7 separate regions of the Sus scrofa genome follow, and regions 1, 2, 4, 5, 6 and 7 are each linked to region 3. The links are chromatin contacts, called in public Hi-C, HiChIP or PLAC-seq and promoter capture Hi-C maps. All regions are on one chromosome and are shown on one strand. The core of a region is the stretch at or near the end of the contact, and the rest is flanking DNA. Distances in the headings are between cores, read along the strand shown. Region 1 has its middle 100 kb from the start of NTMT1. Region 2 has its middle 74 kb from the start of NTMT1. Region 3 overlaps PTPA (serine/threonine-protein phosphatase 2A activator). Region 4 overlaps LOC110256398 (a long non-coding RNA gene). Region 5 holds the start of NTMT1 (N-terminal Xaa-Pro-Lys N-methyltransferase 1). Region 6 overlaps PRRX2 (paired mesoderm homeobox protein 2). Region 7 has its middle 21 kb from the start of NTMT1.

Region 1 (3,609 bases), core at 376-2,875, 290 kb after region 3:
AGACCTGCACCCCTAGGGAGCATGCGCACAGAGAGACAGACACCCCCGTAGAGGCCTGAGCACCCCCTCCAGGGTGGAGATGACCCAAAGGGAACAGAATGGTGTGGGTTTCTCCTAAACGCAGAGAACCCCTGCTGCCAGAAACAGGAGGCACTTAAGCACTGGCTGGATGAACAAATGAATGAATGAATGAGTGAGTGATGGCGGCCCCCAGGCCCAAGGAGGAGGGCCAGGAGACTTGCAGACCGTCTGCCTGCTCCCTTGTGAAGCAAGACATCCTGTGTCCTGGGGAGCCCTTGGTGTGCAGTGGTGTGGGAGCCGGCTTCAAGAGGGGGAGACAATGGGGCACTGGGAGCCTGATGGGAGGGAAACAGGCCATGAGCTGTGTTTCTAGGGAAACACTCTAATACCTGGGCATGGGCAGCACTGGGGTGCCAGAGGGACTTTCAGGTACCCCCAGATTACCCCAGCTGGGACGCGAACACACGGTTCCACGGGGGCAGCACAGTGTGGTCGGTAAAGCTGGAGGCTCTGGACATTTCTGGGCTCCAGCTTCACCCCCACTGGCTACACCAGTGCCTCTGTGTCCTGGTCTGGGAGAGGGCCTGAGAGAGCCCCCTACAGCACAGGTTTGCAGGGAAGCTCTTGGGAGAGGTGCCAGCTCAGCACCTTCTGTCTGCCATTGTTATAAAACAGCAGCACAGGAGAGCAGGAAGCAGAGGGCACCCAGCAGCCAGGCCCTGGGCTCTGGTCCTTCCGCGCAACCCAGGGTCTTCCCAGGCCTCAGTTTCCTCATTTGTATGCTCAGATCCCGCAACCCTTCTCCCAGACCCTAGGTCAGACTGCAGGCACAGCTGCCTCCCCCAGACCTGCCCACTCATACACACACACACACTCATACACGTTCCGCTCAGACCCGGAAAGCACATCCCATCCTCACGCTCAGCCCCTCGCCCGGGGCATCCAGGTCCTTGCCACTCGGCCCTCACCCTTGCCCAGGGCACCCACACCCGCTCACACTCCTGCTCACACTCCCACACAACCCAGGTCGGCTGTGCACCAACTATTGTCGCGGGCGGGGCTGGGAGCGGGAGGGAAAAAAACCCACGACTCAGCCGGAGAAGAGGGGTGCGGGGGTGCGCGGGCGAGGGAAATGACAGCCCGCGGTCCCCCTCGAGTCCCGGCTCATGAATATTAATGCCGTGGTAATTAAAATGCAGGGACGCAGCAGGATGGATGCGGCTGCCTCCGGAGCGCTGGGGAGCGCGGCGTCCTCGGCGAGGCGTCTTCGCAGGCGTGTGGAACCCGCTCCTCGCCGGCGAGCGCGGGATCGGGCTCCGGGGCTCGGATCCGGGGCCGCGGGCAGGGGACGGCGGGGGCGGGGGGGGGGGGTCGGTGCTTTTCGGCGCGGCCGAGCGTGGCTGCCCGGCGTTCCCGCCCGTGCCCCTCCGCGCCCTGCCCCGGCCCGGGCTGCCCGCCAGGCCGCCGGTTCCCGGAGCCGGCCCCCTCCCGCCCTCGCGGCCCGGTGACGTCATCTGCACAAAACTTTCCGCTTCCCGGCCGTCTCGGGGCCCTGAGTCATCGCCGCCCCCGGCCCGGCCCTCGCCGTCTGTTTGTGCAGAGCTAGGCCCCGCTGGCCCCGGCCTGACGTCAGGCTGACAGGGCCTGGAACTGCGTGGGGCCCCTGAGGGCCGGGGACAGCCTCCGGGGTGGGGGCTGTGGAGCAGACCCCGGGGAAAAGCAACACACCGGGGGTCCAGGTTCAAATCCGGAGTCATCTTATGCAGATTGCCTGATCTCGGGCCAGTCCTCTGGGCTCTCTGAAAGTCCGGTTTCCTCCTTTGTCCCTTAGCAAATCTTCCCAGACTCCGTAAGTGGATTGTACAGCTGGGTGAACCCAGGCCCAGAGACGGGAAGGGACTGGCTCAAAGTCACACAGCGCTGGGGCAGCAGCCCAAGTTCTTGCCACCTTGCCACGTGCTCTTAGCCATGGGTGAGGACCCTTTGGGGCAGATGCTGAGAAAACCAGCTGCAGACATACAAGGTGGGGCTGGGGGCGGGGGCGGGGCACATTCCGGAGCACCACCGCCTGGGCATGAGTCCTGGCGAGTTTTCTCAGCGCTAAGAGCAGGACTCCTAATCTAGAATAATAGCCATGTGGAATCTACCAGGATACAGGATCAAATGAGAAAGGATCATCCCATGGGAAGGCTGGGGAGCAGCTGTCGGCACATGAGTAAGCTGCTGATCCCCGTTGCAGTCAGGTGACGGGGCCATTTTGGAGTCAGATCACCCGGGTTCAAATCCTGGCTCTCGTTGTCCCTCCTCCAGTCCCTTCTTTGTCCCCTCAGGCCAGTTACTAACTGCTGTGCCCTGTGCCAGGGCTGCCGTTTTCAGCATCTCCGGCCTCCTGGGTTGCTGGGAGAGCCTGTGAGCAAATGCCCACTCCATCCTTCACCAGAGGCACACACAGAGCATGCGGAAAGCATGGGCAGTTCTTAGGCTCTTCCTTGGGTCTTCGGCATATCATCTTGGGACCCAGTTTATAGATGAGAAACTAAGACCCTTTTGGCTCCTGCTGTCAGGGGCGGAGCAGGAATTATTAGGCTCAGATCTGGGATCCCAGACCGTACAGCTTCCCAGATGCATGGCCAGGGCTCTGGTTGTTCTCCAAACTCACTCCCACCTCCATCCAGCATCTGCCTCTGGTCCAGGCCTGCCCCTCCCGCCCGGTCAGTGTGGATTGACCCCTCGGCGCACCCCCCACTCCTGCCCACGCACACCCTTAAGCTATCAGAGAAAGACCCGCCCTGTACCCCCACATCCTTGCTTCTCCCTTCCTGCCCCCCCTCACCCCCCAGCCTCACTGGAGACATTATCAAGTACTCCAGTGCTTGGGGTGGCCTCTTCTTGCCTAGAGGCTTTTGCAGGGCTGTTCCCTCCCTCCCTCTGCCTGGAACACCCCCTCTGCTCCCCCGTTTTCCCCCTCAGCTCTTCCCCTGGGGAGTGTCCCAGGTACCACCACCCCACAACACACACACCCACAGCACACACTCCCCCACATCACACAGACCATACCACACAGGCAGAGACACACCCCATTACACAGATCACAGACGCACACACACACACTCCATATGCCATAGACGGCAGACACATACCCCGCACGCATCACACAGACCCTTCCACATGCACACCTGGCATACCCTGACCACACAACAGACACACACACAGACCGACTGGAGGAGACACAGCAAGGCTGCATCTGTGCCCCTCCTCTGGGCTCCTGCAGCCTCTAATTGTGCCCCCCCCCCATGGTATTAACCCTCCCACCAGCGAGGGTGGGGACCCAGCCCCTTCTCCCCTTCCCGCACAGGGTCTTGCACAGCTAGTGCCTGGCCCCCGACCCCCTCCCATGGCCAGCACTGTGCCAGTCCCACCTCCATCAAGGCCCATTTCTGCCAAGAGCTGTCCCCACTCCCGCTAAGCTCCAGGCTCAGCCCTCTCCCCCGAAGATCACACTTCCCTGGGCTTTGGTCAGCCCCATCCCACCCAGACCACAGCTACTGGAGACAAAGGACTGTGTCCCCACCCCCCTCCCACCCCCAT
Region 2 (3,597 bases), core at 678-3,177, 320 kb after region 3:
GGCCAGGGATCGGACCCGCATCCTCATGGATACTAGTCGGGTTCGTTACCACGGAGCGACAACAGGAACTCCATGAGTTTTCTGTGGTGTCTAGAAGTTTTAGGGTCTGTAGCAGACACTTCCTTTGTCCTACCTCTAATTTCAGCTGCAATGAGGGGGCAGTCCTGACTCCCTCTCACTTGAGCCACCTCAAGCAGGAGCATTTCTGCCTGGGGGCTTCTCCCAGGGCCTCCTGAAGCCACAGACAGCACAGGGATGGGGAATAAAGACCCCCGAGCCACCTTCTGCAATGAAGGACTGGAGCCAGCAGATGGATGTCCCCTCTGGACAATTCTGGAAGGCGTTCTGTGTGCTCCTAAGAGTTCCTGGTGGAAACCAGCCTTCTGTCATCCACAGCAGGGAAGGACACCCCACTGTTCCTCCTCCTCCTCTGCCTCGCTCTCCTGCCTCCTGGGGTCACCCCTAAGGCCTTAACTCAGGCTCTGATTTCTTTTTTAAACTTTTCTTTATTTTTTACATTTATTTTTAAACAATTTTTATCATAGTGGATTTCCAATGTTCTGTCCATTTCTGCTGTACAGCAAAGCGACCCAGTCATGCATTTATTACATTCTTTTTCTTACAGTATCCTCCATCACGCTCCATCACAAGTGCCTAGATATAGTTCCCTGTGCTGGACCTCATTGTTTATCCACTCCAAGTGCAACGGTTTGCATCTACTCGCCCCAAACTCCCAATCCATCCCAGGCTCTGCTTTCCAAGAATCCCCCAAGTAGGACAGAGGCAGGTCTCAAAATCCGTCTGGCCCTTGGCTATGCATCTCACGCTAAGATATGCACGTGAAGAAGGAACGCAGAATGAGAATGGTTTTACAGCCAAAGAGAACTATTTCCCTGCTAAGCCCACCGTAAGCGAGGCTGAACAAGCACGCATTCATTCATTCAGCTCGGAATCCCCGGCCTCCTGTCTGTGCAGGATACAGCAGACAAGACCCCATCGCCACACTGCTACAGCCTAGTGGCCGACGTAACCAGGATATGAATGGGCCACAGAGAAGAGCTTTGTTGGAATCCTGAATCCTTAGAACCATCTCATACCCCTGTAGGCAAAACTGCGTCATTTCCAGAGGAGGAAACCGGAAGTTGTCTCTGGGCAGGTCAGACATAGATGATGCAAGACCCCTGCCCGTCCTGGAGCCCACGTGGTGGTGTCCAGGCCTGTTCAAGAATCACGTGGTCCACGCTCTAGACCAGCACGGACCCACAGAAATAAGACTGAGCTGCACACACAACCCACACAGGTAATTTTAACTTTTCTGGCAGCTTCATTAAAACCAAAGTAAGGGAATTCTTATTGTGGGTCAGTGGAAACGAATCAGACGAGTATCCGTGAGACCAGGGCTTGACTCCTGGCCTCGCTCAGTGGGTTAAGGATCGGGCGTTGTGGTGAACTATGGTTTAGGTCGCAGGTGTGGCTTGGATCCTGTTGCTGTGGCTGTGGCGTAGGCCGGCAGCGGCAGCTCCGATTGGACCCCTATTGGACTTCCATATGCCATGTGTGTGGCCCTAAAAAAAAAAGGAAAAAAAGAAAAAAAGGAAAAAGGAACTGGTGGAACTCATTCCAATAATAGCTGTATTTTACCTAATACATCCTAAATATTATTCTTTTGACATTTGATAAATATTTACAATTATGAATGAGCTATTTACCCTTCTGTTTTTCACAGTAAGTCTTGGAACGCTGGTGTGTAAGTTTACCCTTAAGGCACAGCTCGGTGGAGAATCGCCACATTTCGAGTGCTCCGTGGTGACATGCAGCTAGGGGCTGTGGGATTGAATCATGCAGCTCTGCTGCCACCACCACGCCCCAGCCTCTACTCCTCCCTGCTCGCCTTGAGTGACCTTGGCCGAGTCCCTCCCCCTGGTTCATCAGAGGGAAAGTGCTTAATAAACACACTGTAAGCGGGTCACTGCAACCTTCCTCCCATCCATGTCCCTTGGCAGCGAAGGCACCCACAGCAACAAAGCTGCCAGGGGCCACAGCTCTAGGGAGACAGGCACCCAGCTCTCTTGGCAGGGGAGCGCTGCCCACCTGCCAGAGGGGGAAGGGAGGGGGGGAATCTTCTCTCCCTCTTCACCCCTCCCTGAGGAAGTTACAGCGACCAGGCTGTGGCAGCTGTTTTAATTTTGTAAAACCCAAACCCAGCCTTTGGAGCCGGGTCTGTGGGAATGCCAGCTCTCTCATTCACGCTTTAGACACATTTGTTGAGTGCCTGGGCTGTTGATGCTGCTGTTACCTTGAGGATGCAGAAGATACAGAGAGAAAGGCAGCTGGGCCCCTCCCAGGGAGTACAAGTCTGGTGGAGGAGGCTGGCCAGCAGGCAAACCCAGCCCAGTGAAGCGAAGCTCATGATGGGCGGGGGACGGGACAGCGCTGCAGGGGCTCTAAGTGGGCCCCCTGCCTGGGTGAGGGGGCTCGGAATAGCAAGTTCAAAGAGGATTGCAACTGAGCTGGTGATCAGGTGTGTGGCTGAACGGCAGGATGCCTAGGTGGGCTGGTTGGACATCAGGCAGTGCCCACCAGTTGGTTGGGTCCAGGCCAGGATGGGTCTTGAATGTTCTCCCGGACTCCTACTCCTAAACAGAAAAGCCCTGCCTCGGCTTTTCTGTGCCACTGGCAAAATCGCCAATGAGGTGACAAGGCACCAGTCACGGCAATTCAATTTCATGTATTCGCTAGTCACGGGGGCCTCGACCAATGCTCTGCAGTGGGGATGCCGAGACGCAAGGAACAGTAGAAACCAGCAAGGAACACAGGACTTTTATTTCCAGCAGAAAACCCTCCTGCTACAACATGGTACTTGGAAATGGTGGCTACAATATAACAAACATCCTTTTAAATGCATGGCTGAGCTTGCAAGAAAGGAAGGGAACTCCCCAGAGATGAAAACAAAGAAGGAGCCGAAAACCAGAGCGGGAATCCGAAGGGCTAGGGTTGGTGCTGTGCTGGGCAGGCCTGGGCAGAGTGGGGGCTGTGGGTCTCGGCGGCCTGGGATTGGATTTTACAGCCCCTTAGGGGGACAAGAAATGAGGCTTTGGGCTTCATAAACCCAGGAGTTGTAAATGAGACCCACCTCCAAGCCAGATTCTTCTGAGTTATATTTTTGGTGAAAAGGTGGGCGAGGGTTAAAACAACAGCATCCACCACAAATCCAATCTGCTCAGACAGATCACCAGGAAGGTCATCCGCTACAGCCTGGGCTCCGGGAATCTGTGACCAGAGACTTAGCCCCGAGAGGTTTAGGACCTAAGTGTACACTGCCCTGCTTCCCGTGTGTTCTGGAGACTCTGAAAGCAAGAAGGTCATACCCAAAGGGGGTCCTGGCTGGATACGCCCGGTGAGCACTGGGCAGAAACAAATGCAAGCACCCACTAGATGGCCATGACCTCAACCCAGGCTGCTCAGGATTCCCACAAAGGTTCCTGCAGATGAGCTCACCAAGAAAAAATTACAAAACAAAAGCAGTCATAAGACAGAGTCAACAGCAAAACCAACTGGTAGGCTTGCCCCGTCCCCCCACCCCCCACCATCCCACAA
Region 3 (3,317 bases), core at 147-2,646:
CCTCCGCCACACTCCAGAGGCCAGAGGGGAATGACATGTTTTTCTAAGTCAGCAAATGAAGCCCATCCTGACGGCTGGGCGGCCACCGCTTCATTCTGAGATCTGCTGCCTTCAGCACTGTAGCAGCCCAAGGTCAGAAGGACTCCGGGGCAGCCTGGCTCACTGCCTTGAGAGCCAGTCACATGCTGCTCTCTCCAGAGGGGAATGGGAGGGTCTGCGGAGCCAGGGAGACCCCGCGGAGCAGGGTGGGGAGCTGGGGTGGCTTTGCTGGGGGTGGGAGGCTGAGTGTTTTGGCTCCGCCTGGTGGCTGGCCAAGCCCTTGGGTCCCTGTCAGTGACTCACAAGGAGAAAGGGCAGGCCGGAGGTCAGGGAGGATGGGAATTGACTCCAGGTTAAAACTCTGTATTTTTGTTTGCTGCGTCGTGCTGGTTTAAAAACCCAAAAGCCTTCCGGAAGTTTAGGTTTCGGTTCCTCTGCTAGAGGAAATCCCACAGTGGCCACTAGGTGGCGCTAAAGACACATCGAACTGGGAGGAGGTTGTAGGAGCCCTTGATGGAGAGGCCTGACCTGGGAGGAGGCCGGCAGGCCCTGGAGTTCTTGGTTGTTCCGCACCCTCTCTGCAAGGCCTGGTTTGCACTTTGGGTCTTGGTGCCTGGGCATGGTGGTAAACATTGGGCGCTCGCAGGGAGTCCCCCAGAGCTGAGCTGCGGTGACTGGCGGGGGGCCCCCTCTCACCCACCTGGCCAGCCTCGAGCCGGCTGGCGTGGTTCCTGACGGCAGCACCCATGATGCTAGTTTTCCAGAGTCTGGGCCTCACTACCCAGACCAGGCTTTTTGCAGTTGCTCTAGTTGGTGGTGAGGGAGGCCCGAGGCCCGGTGCTGGGACTCAGGAGGCCTGGCTGGCGGCCTGCGCGGAGCTGTGTGCGCTCCGGTCTGGCAGGGGGCAGTGTTGCCTCTGGAGACCCAGGGATCACTAGGGCTGGTGCAGCTGGGGGGTTAAACCCACAAAAAGTTGGAAATGAAACCAGCCTGGGACCTGCCCCGGTGGCCCTGAGCATCCCGCACGAGGGACCTCACCTTGCAGGGCTTCTGCCGCCTCAGGAAATGCAGCCCTGGCGCCTTTAAGAGCCCAGGGCCGGCAGGAAAAGAATTTCAGTTTCAATCTGGCTTCTAAATTTGGAGTTTTGGGAAGGGAGGGATCAGATTTCAGCTGGAAGGGAAGGAGCTGACAGGAAGGCGCTGTGTAGAGCCTCCCCCCGTCCCATCCCCCCTCAGTTACTGACAGAGGAACCATTTACAAAAGGCCGATTCTCCTGGGAGTGGAGAGGCAGGAACGCAGCGTCTGTGAGTAATTTCCTGCTCAATATGGCTGCTCTGACTCACTCGAGTCCCCTGGGGTCACTGCGGGACTGCAGCTTGCTTGCTCGTTCTCGCTCTTTCTCTTCTCCCTTTGTGGCTAGAATGAGCTAATTTTTTTTGTCTTCTCGACCCCAATTCCTTTTCCCCCTCATCTGTTTTCCTTTCCAGAGTTGCAGAGGCTCCTTCTGAAGGACTGGGGGGAGACCTTGGGACGTGAAGGCCGGCAGTGGGGTGGGGCGGCGGGGGGGGGTCCCTCGAGAGAAATAGCAGCTCTGGCCATGGAGGGAGGGGGCCGGGGCCATGGGGGGGCTCCGGAGCTCGGGCCTCCCCTGGCTCTGCCAGCAGGCTCCCCACTCCGTGCCCCTAGTGGGCGAGGCTGGCCCAGCAAGCAGAACCTCGGGTTTCCGCCTGTCCCTCGGCCGGCCTTGGCCTCGGAGCCCTTGCTGAACAGGCCTTGGAGCTGCGGCTGCGACAGAGCCGGCAGCACGCCTCCTGGGTGGTTTGCACACAGGGCCCCGTCCAGAGTGAAACTGGTTCCACAGCTCCAGTGACCCCTGAGCTTCTCAGGGCTGCGGCCCGGATGTGTGCGAGTGCGAGATGGGGCTGGAGCCTCGGGAAGGGGCGGGGGGGGGTGGAGCCTGACCGAGTGGGACCTTGGGAACAAAGCTCCTGAGAAGGCCAAGCCCCTACGGGCTGGGGGCTCCTGGCTGCCTTCCTGGAGGAGGGAGCCTTAGAGAGAGGAGGGAAAAGATGCTGGGTGAAGGGACCGACTGGCCCAGGAGAAGCCCCGTGGGGGCCTAGAGCTGTGGCCTCACTGCTGGAGGAAGGAGTGCTTGTTTTTGCTACTGAGCTGCTTGGGGGTTGCGACAGGCTTTTGGGGATCTTGGACCAGGGGAGGGAGATGACAAGGGTAAAACGGCAACTCTCTTGACTTGGATCTTACAGTTTTGTTTAGAGTTGCCTTTACTGGAGAAGGGAGAGGCTTGCGGGAGTGGTTAGCAGGCCAGCCCGCAGCCGAAGGGTGGGGGGCGTTTGTGCTCCTGAGCTCCTGGAGAGCCGGTGTGGGACCCATCCTTTCTCCCTGAAAGAGTTCTCCCCAGCCCTGCCTCCACCCACAGCCTCTTCTGGAACCTTCCACCTGCTCGAGGTCCAAGTCTGCTTTCTTGCCAGCTTGGCCTCTTTGCTTTTCGGACTCTCTCTTCTGAAGCCTGGGGCTCAGGGTGCTGAGCCCGTGCCCCCAGCCTCAGTGCTGCCTATCAGCCGGGGTGGGGCGGTGTTGAGAGGGACTTTGAGCTGTGGTTGGTGAAAGCAGATGTGCTGGCCTTGAGCTGTCCGAGGATTCCCCGAGGGTTCCCCGTCTCAGCGGCGGTTTTCTCATGTCGTGGGGACCCACTGGGCTCGCTGCAGAATGTCTCTCTTCCGAGAGGAGGGGCCAGGAATGGACCTATCTTTGCTCTCGCCTGTCCCTTGCTGTCCCCTCCCCGCTCTCCTGCCAGGTTAGGCTGGCTCCCTATACAGACCTTCCTCCCGAATCTGTAGCAGGTGCCCTCTGGCCCACCTCTGCCCCCCTTCCTTCCTCCCTCCCTGCCACACAGAGGGCAGTCAGAGGCCTGGGTTTGGTCTGGGCCGTCCCCCAAGCCCACCCTCCCTTGGCTCTTCCAGCCCTGCCTGTGGCAGGCCAGAGGGACCGTCTCTGGTTCGTGTCTGTGTGTGTGTCTCTGGTGCATGTCTGTGTATGTGCGTGCGCATCCCATAGGCAGATGCTGCAGCCTGGGCCCCAGGAGTGAGTGTGTGCTCATCCGTGTGTGTATCCATGTGTGTTTGCGTACGTGTGTATGCGTGGGCTTGCATCTTGCATGTGTGCGTGCGTGTGCGTGCGTGCGTGCGTGCGTGTGTGTGCGTGTGTGTGTGTGTGTGTGTGTCAAGGAGCCGGGGCTGGCTCCCAGGAGGCCCACCCC
Region 4 (3,305 bases), core at 78-2,577, 340 kb after region 3:
AGAGAGTGACGTATGGGCCTCTCACAGGGTGGATGGGTGTCTGGTCAGAAACCCTTCAATCCCAGGCACAACCAGACTGGGGGACCCCTGGTGTTGGAGACTTTTGACATCACACCCCACCCCCAATGTTGGACAGGACCCAAGGGTGTCAACTAGGATGCAGAGGCGGTAATAGGGAGACGAAGATGGTCTGGGAGCAGAGGAGTAATGCAAAGCAGGGGGCACTGCTTATACCAAGCGAATGGGCCCGGGAGCTACATCCCAGTTCTTTGAGAACTGGGTAGATCCAGGAAGTCACGAGGGAAGGTGGATGCAAGTGGCCAGACCCCTTTCCAAGTCACTGCAAACGCAACAGATCCGGTCAGCCCTCACTTCAGGGCCTGGCCCCAGCCATCCATCAGCCTTCTGGCGGAGAGGGGGACAGCCAGCAGGGAGGCCGGGACATCAAGATTTGGAAAATCGGAGTTCCCATTGTGGCTCAGTGGTTAACGAATCCGACTAGGAACCATGAGGTTGTGGGTTCCATCCCTGGCCTGCTCAGTGGGTTTAAGATCTGGCGTTGCTGTGAGCTGTGGTGTAGGTCCCAGACACAGCTCAGATCCCAAGTTGCTGTGGCGTAGGCCAGCGGCTACAGCTCTGATTAGACCCCCTAGCCTGGGAACCTCCATATGCCTCAGGTGCGGCCCGACAAAAAGACAAAAAAAAAAAAAAAAAAAAGACTTGGAAAATTGAGGCTGTTTCACCTGCCTTCGGAGGCAGAGAAGGACTTTAGACGGCAACGCGACGCCCCAGAGAGCACGGCTGGGCGCACAGGCTGGGGCGCACAGGCTGGGGCGCACGCTCAGGCGCACAGGCTAGAGCGCACCAGCTGGGATGCGCAGGTTGGGGGGCGCTCGGGCTAGAGCGCAGGGCGCACCGGGGAGCCGATCCCCGCGCCCCTCGGAGAAGCTGTGTGTGCCGCCGGCGCGTAACCTGATATTTTCCTGCGCGGCCCCCAGAGGAATGTTTCCATTACCCAGGCAGCGCCGCCCGCCGCAGCCTTTTCCCTCTCCCCGCCCGGCTCGCCCGCCGCCCCGCGCCGTCCCCCGCCCCCCGCAGCCCCTCCGGGCCGCCGCGCCGAGGCACTTTGTGCAAATGTAACCTTTCAGCAGGCCCCGCCTCCGCCAGGAAGCTGCGCGCCCCGTTGCCAGGAACGCGGCGCGGCGCGCTCGGAGCTGGAAGGCGGCCCGTTAATCAGCGGCGGCTGACAGAAAATCAGACAGCCCGGGCGGCCGGCCGGCCTCGGCCCGCTCCCTCCCGGCGCCTCCGCGCCTCGCCCGCTGCGCGCCGGCTCTTTGTTCCCCCTCCCGGCTCCGCGGGGCTGAGCCTCTCCATCACGCCCCCTCTCCTCCCCGATTCTCCCGTCCTCTCCTCTCTTTTCCGTCTCCTCCCGGCCGCGTGTTTTCCGCACTCTCCCCCTCCTGCCAGATTGCCTGGTACTCGCTTGCTCTCCTTCTCCTGGACAGCAGAAAGTCCAAAAAAAGCGGCTCACTGCCCCCCCTCCCCGATCTCCGCCAGCCCACTGCGCCCGCCGGGGAGGTTGGGCGCCGCAGTGCCTCTGGCTAACATCTTCCCCATCGTCTCCCTGGGATCTCAGGACCGGCCCCCGCCTCCAGAGACGAAGATCTTAAGCTGAGCTTTATGCATGACCTTGGGGTGGAGGGACCCGTGAAATCTAGGAAGTTCTATGTCCCACTTGGAGTGCACCGCGAGGCGAGAGTGGGCGTGGGGGTCCAAAGATGTGGATTTTTCAAAACAGTAATTCAGAAAAGGTTAAAAACCACAGCCCCAGAGATGCTTCCCATGCGTCTTAATTAATCTATTCAACAAATATTTATTGAGACCTACTGTATGTGCTAAGTCCTGGAGAGAATAGCCTTGACCTCTAGCCCAGGACCCTGACATTAGACAAACTATAAAGAAATGTCCTTGGAGGCGCTGGGTAGGAACTGGGGAGAGATTGGGCAGAAGGATGGATGAGCCCCCGCTGGGATGGGGACCAGGGTGTCTCAGGACTTCAAAGGTCCCCTGAGCACCTACTCAGCCTGCATCCCAGCCTGCCCACCCCCAGCTTGGCGCGAGGAGCCACTGCAGCCCTTCCGGTCCTGTTCCCACAACCACCAGAAACAGTGCTTAAAGCCCTGCTCCAGGCAGGGAGGGGCGATGACCCCACCCTATGCTCTCTTGCAAGTAGTAAGGCGAGGAGAGCGACCCATCCAAAGGTCACTGTGTTCTGTGTAGACAGGCTCAAAATGTGAGTCCGTGTTTGTTTTGTAGTAAGAACATTTGCTGGGATTCACTGAGCAGCTGCTCTGTAGCAGGCGCTGGACTAAGCTTTTTACATGATGTCATCTCTTATCCCATGCATCATTTATTATTTGCCACTTCAACAAGCATCTATGGAGCCCCTCTGCTTGCCAGGCACCCTGGGGATACACCACTGGGGCGGCGGGGCGGGGGGGGGGGGGCGCTTGCCCTCATGGAGCTCCCAGTCTGCTAGAGAAGAGAAGACAGATGATAAATGAATGACATAGCCAATGACTAGGGCTGGGGATGAAAAGCAAGGTAACAAGAGTGACAGCCAGCAGTGGGCAAGGCAGCAGGTGAGGGGTCGCTACTCTAGGCAGGGATGGTCAGGGAGGGCTTCCTTGAGGAGGGGCATTCGAGCTGAGACGGAAAGAATGAGAAGAAGGTGGTCCCCTGAAGAGCCAAGAGGAACTTCCCAGGCAGAGGGCACAGGCCACAAACAGGTTCTGCCATTCCTACAACTACTTTGGGAGATGACACCACTACTGTGCCCATTTGACAGATGAGTAAACCAAGGCCATTTCAGAAATGTGAAAACCCTTCTGGCCTGGGGTCACCTCTCTGGGACTAGGCAGAGCAGGCCCTGGCATCCAGGACTTCTCCCCACACCCCCTTCTCCTCCTGTCCCCCACCTCCTTACTGAGGCTGGGGCAGCCGTGGGTGGCAGTGTACAGTGCCAAGTGCTCTAGTCGGGACCAGAAGGCCTGAGTGCTAATTCTGCCTCTGCCTCTCCCAGCACCATGATCTTGGGCAATTCACCTACCGTCTCTGGAAGTCAGGCTCCCCCTCTCTCTCACAAAGCTGCAGTCCAGCGAGTCAAGGGCACAGCGTTCAGCAGAGGTCTCTGCTCCCAGAAAGCGCTCAGTGGGATCGTAGCTGATGCCAGATTGAACGAAATGTCGCTATAGATGTGGTGTCTATACCCTGGCGGAAATTAGACAGGATTTTTTGTTGCTACG
Region 5 (3,504 bases), core at 942-3,441, 400 kb after region 3:
CTCCGGAAACTAAAAGAACCAGTTTTGAGGAGTTCCCATTGCGACTCAGGGGTTGAGAACTTAGCACATTGTCCATGAGGATGTGGGTTCAATCCTAGGCCTCGCTCCATGGGTTAAGGATCTGGCATTGCAGTGAGCTGTGGTATAGGTTGTATATGTGGCTCTGATTTGACTCCTAGCCTGGGAACCTCCATATGCCATGGGAGTGGCCCTAAAAGGCAAAAAACAAACAAACAAACAAACAAAAAACACCCAACAGAAACACTGCACTCTGCTTCTACTTGCTATGTGATGCTGCGTAAGCCTCTCCTTTCTCAGGCTCCAGGGTAAGATGGACTGCTGGGCCCCACCTGTGACTCTTGGCTGGGAGGGGCCAGGGATGAACCTGGTATGGTGAAACTGGAGTAGGGGGACAAGGGTGGTTTGGACAAGTCATTTCACTGGCCTGGTATGATTTTGCAATTTGAAAATGAAAAAAAAAAAAAAAGGCTTTGGAATTCAAATGACAAGATGTCTGCCTGGAAGGAAACATCACAGACAATGTATTTTGTTTTCTGTAAACATTTCCTCATCCAGGGATGGAAGAGCCTGCCTCCTTGGGGACGTTAGAATATTGAGTGAGGAAGGTGAGATATTTCCCTTTCTTTCTTTCTTTCTTTCTTTCTTTCTTTCTTTCTTTCTTTCTTTCTTCCTTCCTTCCTTCCTTCCTTCCTTCCTTCCTTCCTTCCTTCCCTCCCTCCCTCCCTCCCTCCTTCCTTCCTTTTTTCCTTTTCTTTTTAGGGCCACACCTGCAGCATACAGAGGTTCCCAGGCTCGGGGTCGAATCGGAGCTGTAGCTGCTGGCCTACACCACAGCCACAGCAACACAGGATCCGAGTCACGTCTGTGACCTACACCCAGCTCATGGCAATGCCTGATCCTTAACCCACTGAGCGAGGCCAGGGATTGAACCTGCATCCTCATGGATACTAGTCAGATTCATTAACCCCTGAGCCACGATGAGAACTCTGCGAGAAGCTTTTTGAGGTCAGCAGGCTGGCCAGACCCGGAAAGGCCTTGGAGTCCAGGTGTAGGGAAGGAAGTTTTCCATCAATAGGAGAAAAAGGTAGGGGCGGGTTTTAAGGCACCCCTAAAAGAGCTGGGCTCAGAGCTGCCCCCAAAAGATTATAGACACCTCCAGCAACTGAGATTATCTAAGATTTATCCACTTGCCGTAGAGACATGGAAAATGAAGCTTGGGAGCGCCCAGGCCAAGGCAACCAAGTCAAATCCAGAGTTCCCTAGAGAGGATGCCAAATAACACGGACAGATGTGGGGGACTCAAAACCAGGTTGAGGCTTTTCAGTGTACCGCACCCCCATCATCCCTTTCACTTCATTAGAGCAAGCATACTTTCAGCACCTCCTATGTGCAACACCCAGAGGAAGGCACTGTAAATCGAAGATAAAATGTCAGTTTAGGAAAAAAAGACTATGGTGAATATTGTGAATATTATGACATAGATGAATATTATGATGAAAATTATGCATCAGTTTCTATTTATTGAGACTTCACGCCAAGCACAGAGGTGAGCCCTTGACACAGGGTATCCCACAGATTTAACCCTCAGAGTCCTGGAAGGTGAGTAATTATTCCATCTATCTGGCAGAAGGGGATTAAGGCTTGAATGAGGCTTTTTCTCCCTCTTTTTACCCAGTGGAAAACCCATAGAACGTTCGGTTTTTTAAAAGTCCAGTCATGTTGTTCCCGTCATGGCTCAGTGGTTAACAAATCCGACTAGGAGCCATGAGGTTGCGGGTTCGGTCCCTGGCCTTGCTCAGTGGGTTAAGGATCCGGCGTTGCGGTGAGCTATGGTGAAGGCTGCAGACGCGGCTTGGATCCCGCTTTGCCATGGCTGTGGCATAGGCCGGAGGCTAGAGCTCCAAGTAGACCCCTAGCCTGGGAACCTCCATATGCCGCACGTGCGGCCCTAAAAAGACCCAAAAAGAAAAGACCAAAAAAAAAAAAGTCCAGCCTTGCTACCAAATGAGCTGGTGCGCAAGATGGAAGCGGGAACAGAGTGGGTGCTGCGGCTCTTTAAGGAGGCAAATCTCAAGTGAGGGCAGGATCCCACGGGGCGGGGCAAACCAATCGCGGGGCGGGCCTCTCGGAGGCCCCGCCCCAACACCCGGAAGTGACGTAAGCGGACAAAGGCGGTGCGCGCCGCGAGGTGTCGCTTCTGACCTGGGTCTGACGGAGCCGGCCGTGGGCTTCTGGGGTGCTCACCCCTGCCGCCGCCTCCTTCCCTTCCTGTTTCTCGTCCTCTTCTCCCGGGTCCCGGGAGCCCCCGCCCGGGGTGAGTAGCGCGAGGGGGAGCGGGAGCGGCGGCCGCCGGCAGAGGGGAGGCTCCCGCACCCAACTGCCTCGGCGCCCTGAGTCCCCGGCTCGCCACGTGACCCAGGCGCCAGCCGGCTGGGCCCCACGTGCGCGCTCCTAGGCGGTTCCTGGGCTCCGGGTGTGCAGTGAGGAAGGCCGAGGCCCCCCGAAGCCTGGGCAGGACACTCCCCCACGCCGGCCCCCGCCGCACCAAGCCCCTTTCCCTCCCTGAGCCTCACTTTCCCCTGTGAGAAACGGGGGGTAAGGAGGGCACTTTCCTGAAACCGAGGGGTAAGGCGAGCACCCGCTGGGAGGGTGGGCGCGAGGATTCAGTAAACTGCTCAGCTCCGAGCCGAGCACAGCTTAGTGCCCGTCACATGGGAGTTGCTATCATAGTTCACTTTGGACTCGACCCCAGTCACGGCTCAGCATAGGCGCCGCTCGAAAGACAGCCGGCCGCCAAGAGCCCTTGAAGCCAAGGTCAGCCCCTGGACAGAGAGGCTGCCATATCAGAAGGCCCAGGCTTGGCTGCCCGTCGACTGTGTGGACTCTCCGTCTGCACAATAAGGGGTAGAAACAGCTAGTGTCCGAGGTCCTGCGGGTGGGGCTGGGCAGTACTGCTCGCGTCTGGTTGTATAGAATCTGCACAGTGAGATGGAATGAGACCCTGAGGGGACCAGGGCCTTGACCGGGGTTAGAAGTCTCCTTGGTCTGATTTCCTGTGTGTGTGCCCCACCCCATTAGTGGAATGGGTTTTTTCTCTGTCAACTAGGGGAGGCGGCAGGGTTGGAGGTATGTGTAGCTGGCTTTGGTGGAGACCAGAAGCCACAGAGTCACAAAGATAGCGTCTCCCAAACCTGCAGTGTTTCTGTGCTTAGGTGGATTGGCTGAGCTGCCAAGTCCACTGGATTCACCACCCTGTGTAACAGTAACAATCCTGGAGGTTTGGCCAACTCTCTAAGGTTTAGAGGGCCTTTCGGAGTATTTTCTCCTTAGATCTTCACACATGGCAAAGAGAATTGATGAGAATCTCAATTGACAGTTTTAAGTTTGAGATTAACATGTGCCGAGCTGTGCGTGGATCCCTTTATGCTTTTTTATCTGCATTTAATCATCACAGCCTTCCTATAAAGTCTGTAATGCTATTCC
Region 6 (3,201 bases), core at 127-2,626, 470 kb after region 3:
CCCCCCTGATCTGCATGCCAGGAGTTCGGGCTCAGACCCCCCCCCCAGAGGTTCCTGTTTCTTATTCAGTATCCTCCTCTTGGCTGGCTCGTACACCCTAAGCCCCTGGAGAGACCCCCAGAATCCCACTGCACGAGGGGTCGTGCAGCCTATGCCAAGGTTAGAGCCCAGGCTCTGTGCCAGTCTGCAGGTTTAAGTCCTAGCGCCAGCCTTTACCAGCCACGTGGTTTGGCGGGTTGCTTGGCCCCCGTGCCTCAATTTCCTCATCTGCAAAATCAGGCTCAGCGCCCCCAGCTCGGATTGTTCAATGCGCTCTTTCCCGTTACTCTTATTTCTCAGTCAGGTTGCCGAGCCTGGGACTGGATAAAGGCACACACACGCAGCCACTCGGCTGCTGAGCCAGGGCCACCCCGAGGTCCTAAGCCGGAAGCCCCACCTCCTGAATCACCCCCAGGCCTGCCCCTCACATCCTGGCCAAGAGGCAGTTCCTCCCATGTCATCTGAGTCGGGATTGCTACACGGACGTCAGCAAAGGACACAGTTTCCAGAATTCTCCCTGGGGTCGTTCAAAGGAAACCAAATCTCTACCAAGAGACCTGGGTGTTGGAGGGGCAGGGGGTAGCCTCCCTGCAGCCCCCTCCCCTTCACCTCCACTTCCTTCCCCAGACTTTTCTGGCTATAAATACTTCTGCAGCTTCGAGGCTCCTTTGACCAAGGCCCAGTGTTAATTTGTTAAATCCACATCAAGGTCTCAGGGACCCGCTGTTTATTTTCGTGAACGTGTTGGCAGAGATCACATTCAGGCTGGGGGAGGCTGCTTATTTGGTCCGAATAAATGCTAATTAATAAAAGTTATTTATTTGCATTGGAGCGCGCCGTGGCCCCTGGGTCAGGCGCAAGCTGATGATCTGAGCAAAAACAAACAGAGGGTGTCTCTCAACAGCTTGAGAAAGGCAGGAACGAAGAGGCTTGGGTTTATTTGTCTTAGGAAGAATTTGCAGTTAATTCCCTCCAGACTATTTAGAGCCTTAAATTACATGGAATAAGAAAAACCATGGGTGCAGCGGAAGGAGCCAGGAACACTTGATCATTTGGCTGAGAGCTGAGTTTTTAAATGTCTTTGGCCCGAAGTCAGCCAAATAAATGGTATGTGTGAAATAATTTAATGGCAGAAAACTGTGCACCAGTCATTTTTTTTTTTTTTTTCATTGAAATGTCTTCAGGGACAAAGTCATTCTGGGTTCGAAGGAGAGAGAGCATGGCTGGCCTCCCCATCCGACTCTGTTCATCTCTCCCGGATCCAGCCCTCGCAAGAGCCTCTAAATAGCCCGCATCAGTGGAGGTGGTTTCAGGCTTTCTTTTCAGTCCCAGAGGAAAGCAGAACTTTTGCTGAACAAAAGGAAACTTTGGGCGCAGCCCGGCTTGGACCGATCAGGCCCCAGTGCTTGCTGGCCCGAGGCTTAGAGAGTATTTATTTATTTTCCAAATGCTTTAAGCTCAAGCGTGGAGCCCCCAGAGGACGCACGCCCACCACAGGACATTTCTCAGGAGGTGATTCAGGAACTCGTGGTAACGAATATCCGGCACATCCGCTGGGAAGCAGAGTCCAGTGCCAGAGTCCAAAGCTGTGGGATTGAGTCCCGGGTCACCTCCAAGACGCGCCTGAAGCTTCCTCCACCGGGGCTGCCGCTCCTGAGCCTCTGCCCGCAGCAGGGCCTGGAACCCATCTTTCTACAGTGAGCTGGGCTGAGCAAGAAAGACCCTTGTCTTCAGGCACGGAGGGGGTTGCCTGCACGCAAGAATGCTAAGGGCGGAATTCCCATAGTGGTGCAGTGGAAACAAATCTGCCTAGTAACCTTGAGGTTGTGGGTTCCATCCCTGGCCTCGCTCAGTCGGTTAAGGATCCAGCATTGCCGTGAGCTGTGGTGTAGGTCGTAGTTATGGCTCAGATCCTGCGTTGCTGCGGCTGCGGTGTAGGCTGGCAGCTGTAGCTCCAATTCGACTCCTAGCCTGGGAACCTCCATGTGCTGCGCGGGCGGCCCTAAAAAGACAAAAAAAAAAAAAAAAAAAAAGCCAATGCTAAAGGCAGCAGCCATTTATCAAGCAATTGCTGTGCTCCTGGCCTGAGTTAAACCCAGCCACTCCAGGACTTCTGTGTGACCTTGGATAAGCCACTGTCCCCCTGGGGGCTCCCAGAGGTGAGGTCTTCCTCCTGGGGTTAGGATGGAGACTCAGACACATTTCTGCACCAGGGAGATGACACGGCCTTGGAGACCCCTCCCCATGGCGTCTCCCAGACCTTGGTCCAGAGAGTGCGACCCACCCCTGCCTCCCCTTTCCTGGGAGCGAGAAGATGAGAAGGTGACCCCCATGGAACCAGGCTCACAGCCCCGGCCGGCTGAGCCTCCCCAAAGACCCGGATTCCAGCCCCGGCTGCGTGATCTCGGGCAAGCCTTTCAGAGCCGTCGTTTCCCCATGTGCGGAATGGGTAACGCCTGGATGGGCAGATGCCAGGATACAGCGGATGCGGCGCCTGGTCCTCTCGGGTCCAAACCATCTTCTGTTGAGCGCACCCCATCAGAGGTGCCTTGGGGAGAACTCAGGAGAGATGGGACTCCAGACCCGTGGAGATCCGCTGGTGTCAAGTTGGGGTGCGGACGTCTGGGGCTGTTGGCGGGGCGGAGGGGAGAGTAAGGCCTTTGTGCGAGAGTTTCCGCTCCGGAGCCACCACGCGGTTTGACCAAAGAACGAGTTGTTTCTTCCGGCGCCCACTTGGCGGGGCCAAGGCTGCAAAACGGTTTTCATTTAAACCCCCTCAGTTTTGATTTGCTCAGAAATTTCCCGAAAAAGTCTCTCCTTTTTTGGCTGAAAGGCCTCCTGCGTTGGGTTTGTGCCCAAGCAGCGCTGCCTGAAGGGGGGCGGAAATCTGCTCGCGAGGACTGGTGTTCCAGAAGCTTCCGTCCGCTCCCAGGCTCCGGATCGCACGGGTTTTCATCGCGACGTCCCTGTTATTTCGGTTTAAGGTTTCTTCCCGCTCGAGAGGGTGGGGGTGGGGGTGGAGAGAGATTCACAGGCCCCCGAGGGTCTCATCCGTCTTCGCCTTTTCTTGGAGGAAAAGGGGTGAGGAGTGAAGGCTGCAGTGGGTCCAGGACCCGGGGCCAGCTCGCTGGGGCCGCGCCGAGTCCCCAGCCGTCACCTCCC
Region 7 (3,141 bases), core at 100-2,599, 370 kb after region 3:
TAGGGGGCTGCAGACAGAATGCCCAGTGCCCTGGGGAGGCAGAAAGCAGGAAGGGGAGGTCGAAGCTCACATCTGCTTTGGCCCACCCAGGCTGCAGCTGCTGTGGCGGCAGCAACACATCCACCCTACAGCCCCTTCTGCCTCCTGGGGAAGCACAGGAGGGCCCCCTTTCAGAGCTGCCCTTGGATCTGTGTGTACACAGAGCCGATGCATCTAAACACCAATGCCTGAGACAGAACATTGCAGCCTGGTTGCTCCTGTGTCTAATGTGTGAAAGTCCCGCTGCCAACCCTCCCCCAACCCAAAGATGTGGCCTGGACCCTCTCAGCCACCCAGGAGACCTCGGGTGAACAGAGTCCTAGGTTTGAGAGGGGCTCTGTCTCTTTCCTGAGGCCCAGCATGGCCAGCTCTGTGACCTGGACCCCTCTGAGGGCCTGGCTGTGATCATCTGCCACTTGGAACTAGAACTGGCCCCCGGCCCGCCCCTCTGGGCTGCTGGGAGAGGCTGGGGAGTCACGTGGGCGGGCAAAGGAGAGGGTTCAAGGAGGCCCCTGCAGGGCATCATGGGACTCCAGGGCAGGGGGTCAGGAGGCTGGGGCTTTCTGGAGGCTGTGGGTGCTTGAGCCCCTCTGCCATGAGGGCAAGGCCAGGCTGGAGGTGGAGAGAAAGCCCACCCAGCTTTGTGCCAGGGAACCTGGAATGTGCCCTATGAGCCTGGAATTCTCTGGATGCCCCGCCTCCCCCGACAGACTGCCTGCCCCTAAGGCTTATTATTATGATGGCTCTTAGTTGCTGCAGTTTCTTTCTCCCAGTTTCCCAAGTATGTGCCCACTGCAGCTCAGGCTGGGGGCTGCAGGAGTGCCATCCTAGAGCTCACAGCCCAAGGCCTGCCAGTGGGGTGACCTGAACCTGCCACTGCTGTGGGGGGCACTGGGGCAGTGGACCAGGAGGAGGGCACCTGGAAGGGATGAGGAGTGGTTCTCCAAGGCCCACTGGAAGAATTAAAGCCCCAACCGGAGAGCAGACCCTAAGGCCTGGCGGAAAAAGCTGGGAAGGGCATTTCCGGCAGAAGGAACAGCCTATGCTAGGGCCTGAGCTCCAGCAATCCCTGGGAACCACAGCTATTCTATCTGGCCCAAGGGCTAACTGGGAGCCTTGTAATCAGTGGCGCAGGGAGGACCCCCTCGGGCGGGGCCTTGAATGCCGAGGACAGCCACCTGCCTCGCTCCTTCGGCGGGCGGCGGCGGGGCTTGGGCCCTCGGCACCCCCCACCCCCACCCCGCCTCCTCCCTGCCTCTGGGCGTCCCGGGAAGGCTGGACCGGCGGCTGCCCTTTCAAGTCGGTCTCCCGGAGGCTCTGAGCCGGCCGGCTCTGGGGCAAGGCTCCTCCGCCTACATCAAAGCCCGCCGCCCCGCCCGATCCGGTTGCGGAAGGGGCGGGCGAGCCGGGAGGGAGGCAGGTTTGGGCGGATTCCCCTTTCATCCCGCGGATAGGCGGGCGCAGACCTCCGGGAGGCCCTGTGCGACCCTGCAGGGCATGTCCCTACAGGGCCTGGCGGCAGGGGGAACGCAGGGGCCGCGGGGGGCGGGAGGGGCCTGAGGCTGCCGCAGCCCGGCCGGGCCGTGGGAACGGAGCCTCCATCCTGAGCCCGTGCCTCGGCTTCCCCGGCCGCCCTCCCCACGGCCAAGGAAGCCCTGGCCCCTGGAAAATTCTGGGGAAATTCCTTAGTGTTTGGACTACGGACAGAGATCGCAGCTGGGAACCAGGGCCCCCTTGACTGGCAGCCCACCGGATAGGACAGGTGTACCTATCGTCCCCTTTTACAGATGGGAAAACCTTGGCATTAGGAGATCACACAGCCAGCTAAGTAGCCAAACTGGGTAATCAGCTGGGGTTTTTTTTTTAACTTCAGAGACTTGGAGCTTAGCTGCTGCCTCTGGGATGAGAAGGGTGGGACTCCTTATCCCCAAGGGCCCAGGCAGGAACTCTCAGTCAACACGGGAACCCCAGCTGGGGAGTTCCCGCTGTGGCGCAGTGGGAATCTGTGGCCTCTTGGGAGTGCTAGGATGCAGGTTTGATCCCTGGCTGAGCACAGTGGGGCTGCAGCTTAGGTCAGAACCCTGGCCCGGGAACTCCACATACTGCAGGGTGGCCAAAAAAGAAAGAAAGGGGAAAAAAAAAAAAAAAAAAAAAAAAAAGAACCCCAGCTGGGAGGTACTGTTATTAGGCCCATTATATAGCTGAGGGACTGAGGCACAGAGAAGGGAATGGTGCGTCTCCTCATTTCACCAGAAATGACCAAGTCAAAATCTGAACCCAGCTTGTCTGGCTCCTGAGCTGGCAGTGCCTGATTTGATAGGTCTGGCCATAGCACAGGGCTGTGCCCACCGCCATCCCCCCACAGGCCAAATAACACAGTCATAGAGCCTGGAAGGGTTTCTCTGGTCCAGGGCGGGGGGTGGGAGGGGCTTGTCTGCCAAGAGGGGTCAGTTTCAGTGGGCCTCCCCAGGGCGTCAGGTGCACGCAGGCTGGTGGGATGGGATGGGTGCCGGGTATCAGACAGATGCCACCCCAACCCAGAGACTTAAAATTCCTCCCTGGAAAATCAGATAATCAAGGAAGTCAAATACCGTGAAATGAGTGTGATCCTTGCCAGAAACCCACAGGGAGCAAAAAAGAATCATCACACAAGTGCAGGAGTGTGACCCAGCCTCTGGTCTTCCGGGCACGGAAACGGAGGCACGCAACACAGCAGGGAGCCCCCTTGCCCAGCATTTACTGAGGGCCTCCTGTGTGGCAGGGCCTGGGCTGGGGACCCGTTCAGTCCCTGTGCTTCCGGAACTCAGGATCTGCTGAGAGTGGTCCTGTGGGCTGCCAGTCATGTTACATGGTTCAGTTCTGATCCAGGAGGGCTTCTCTGAGGAGGAGACATCTGAGCTGAGACATGAAGTTAAACAGGAGTCTGGGAGGCTAGTGAAGAGCCTTTCAGGCGGTTGGTGGGAGGGGAACCTGTGCAAAGGCCCTGGGGTCATGCAGTCTGGCCCTCAGAAGATGCAGGGTGGGGGGGACCTTGGGGATCTGAGAAGACAGCTTGGGAGGGGTCGGTGCAGGAGGGGTGGCGGGTGGCAGGGGAGAGGAGAC

The links. Promoter capture Hi-C pulls out the DNA fragments that hold promoters and counts their contacts. A called contact is a pair of places that touch in the nucleus more often than the background predicts. HiChIP or PLAC-seq counts read pairs in DNA pulled down with a chosen protein or histone mark.
Region 1: an H3K27ac HiChIP or PLAC-seq map of alveolar macrophages shows a contact between it and region 3. The contact joins two enhancer-like sites. A contact is called at or near these places in 10 of 47 Hi-C or Micro-C datasets (alveolar macrophages, embryonic fibroblasts, fetal heart ventricle and 5 more) and 2 of 2 datasets of contacts at active chromatin or transcription factors (alveolar macrophages and skeletal muscle).
Region 2: a contact with region 3 is called in an H3K27ac HiChIP or PLAC-seq map of skeletal muscle. The contact joins two enhancer-like sites. A contact is called at or near these places in 1 of 47 Hi-C or Micro-C datasets (embryonic fibroblasts) and 2 of 2 datasets of contacts at active chromatin or transcription factors (alveolar macrophages and skeletal muscle).
Region 4: a Hi-C map of subcutaneous adipose tissue shows a contact between it and region 3, with 2.6 times the contacts expected there. The contact joins two enhancer-like sites. A contact is called at or near these places in 2 of 47 Hi-C or Micro-C datasets (embryonic fibroblasts and subcutaneous adipose tissue) and 2 of 2 datasets of contacts at active chromatin or transcription factors (alveolar macrophages and skeletal muscle).
Region 5: a contact with region 3 is called in a promoter capture Hi-C map of fetal skeletal muscle, with 6 times the contacts expected there. The contact joins the promoter of NTMT1 here to the enhancer-like site in region 3. A contact is called at or near these places in 5 of 5 promoter capture datasets (fetal liver, fetal skeletal muscle, liver and 1 more), 29 of 47 Hi-C or Micro-C datasets (adipose tissue, alveolar macrophages, blood and 16 more) and 2 of 2 datasets of contacts at active chromatin or transcription factors (alveolar macrophages and skeletal muscle).
Region 6: a contact with region 3 is called in an H3K27ac HiChIP or PLAC-seq map of skeletal muscle, with 6 times the contacts expected there. The contact joins two enhancer-like sites. A contact is called at or near these places in 3 of 47 Hi-C or Micro-C datasets (embryonic fibroblasts, mesenteric adipose tissue and skeletal muscle) and 2 of 2 datasets of contacts at active chromatin or transcription factors (alveolar macrophages and skeletal muscle).
Region 7: a Hi-C map of retroperitoneal adipose tissue shows a contact between it and region 3, with 2.2 times the contacts expected there. The contact joins two enhancer-like sites. A contact is called at or near these places in 1 of 5 promoter capture datasets (fetal skeletal muscle), 20 of 47 Hi-C or Micro-C datasets (adipose tissue, alveolar macrophages, blood and 11 more) and 2 of 2 datasets of contacts at active chromatin or transcription factors (alveolar macrophages and skeletal muscle).

Annotation. Positions count from the first base shown.
Region 1 is chr1:269,716,041-269,719,649 of Sscrofa11.1, forward strand. No RefSeq gene overlaps it. Among named protein-coding and RNA genes, the nearest start is that of NTMT1, 100 kb to the right of the region's middle. Within about 2 kb of position 1,626, at least 71 of the 83 cell types and tissues checked have an H3K27ac peak or open chromatin away from gene starts, as enhancers often do. A contact at or near this core is called in alveolar macrophages, embryonic fibroblasts, mesenteric adipose tissue and 2 more, where this site is marked.
Region 2 is chr1:269,743,779-269,747,375 of Sscrofa11.1, forward strand. No RefSeq gene overlaps it. Among named protein-coding and RNA genes, the nearest start is that of NTMT1, 74 kb to the right of the region's middle. Within about 2 kb of position 1,928, at least 11 of the 83 cell types and tissues checked have an H3K27ac peak or open chromatin away from gene starts, as enhancers often do. A contact at or near this core is called in skeletal muscle, where this site is marked.
Region 3 is chr1:269,422,810-269,426,126 of Sscrofa11.1, forward strand. All of the region lies in intron 8 of PTPA (serine/threonine-protein phosphatase 2A activator), which reads left to right. Among named protein-coding and RNA genes, the nearest start is that of PTPA, 23 kb to the left of the region's middle. Within about 2 kb of position 1,397, at least 72 of the 83 cell types and tissues checked have an H3K27ac peak or open chromatin away from gene starts, as enhancers often do. A contact at or near this core is called in adipose tissue, alveolar macrophages, brain and 10 more, where this site is marked.
Region 4 is chr1:269,764,239-269,767,543 of Sscrofa11.1, forward strand. LOC110256398 (a long non-coding RNA gene) reads right to left here. Exons shown (of 3, transcript XR_002337845.1): 3 at 1,537-3,270. Among named protein-coding and RNA genes, the nearest start is that of NTMT1, 54 kb to the right of the region's middle. Within about 2 kb of position 1,328, at least 23 of the 83 cell types and tissues checked have an H3K27ac peak or open chromatin away from gene starts, as enhancers often do. A contact at or near this core is called in skeletal muscle and subcutaneous adipose tissue, where this site is marked.
Region 5 is chr1:269,817,583-269,821,086 of Sscrofa11.1, forward strand. NTMT1 (N-terminal Xaa-Pro-Lys N-methyltransferase 1) reads left to right here and starts at 2,192. Exons shown (of 5, transcript NM_001243457.1): 1 at 2,192-2,335. C1H9orf50 reads right to left here. Exons shown (of 13, transcript XM_021085475.1): 5 at 2,266-2,483.
Region 6 is chr1:269,894,000-269,897,200 of Sscrofa11.1, forward strand. The region is part of intron 1 of PRRX2 (paired mesoderm homeobox protein 2); the gene reads left to right. Among named protein-coding and RNA genes, the nearest start is that of PTGES, 29 kb to the right of the region's middle. Within about 2 kb of position 1,377, at least 10 of the 83 cell types and tissues checked have an H3K27ac peak or open chromatin away from gene starts, as enhancers often do. A contact at or near this core is called in skeletal muscle, where this site is marked.
Region 7 is chr1:269,797,137-269,800,277 of Sscrofa11.1, forward strand. No RefSeq gene overlaps it. Among named protein-coding and RNA genes, the nearest start is that of NTMT1, 21 kb to the right of the region's middle. Within about 2 kb of position 1,350, at least 21 of the 83 cell types and tissues checked have an H3K27ac peak or open chromatin away from gene starts, as enhancers often do. A contact at or near this core is called in omental adipose tissue and retroperitoneal adipose tissue, where this site is marked.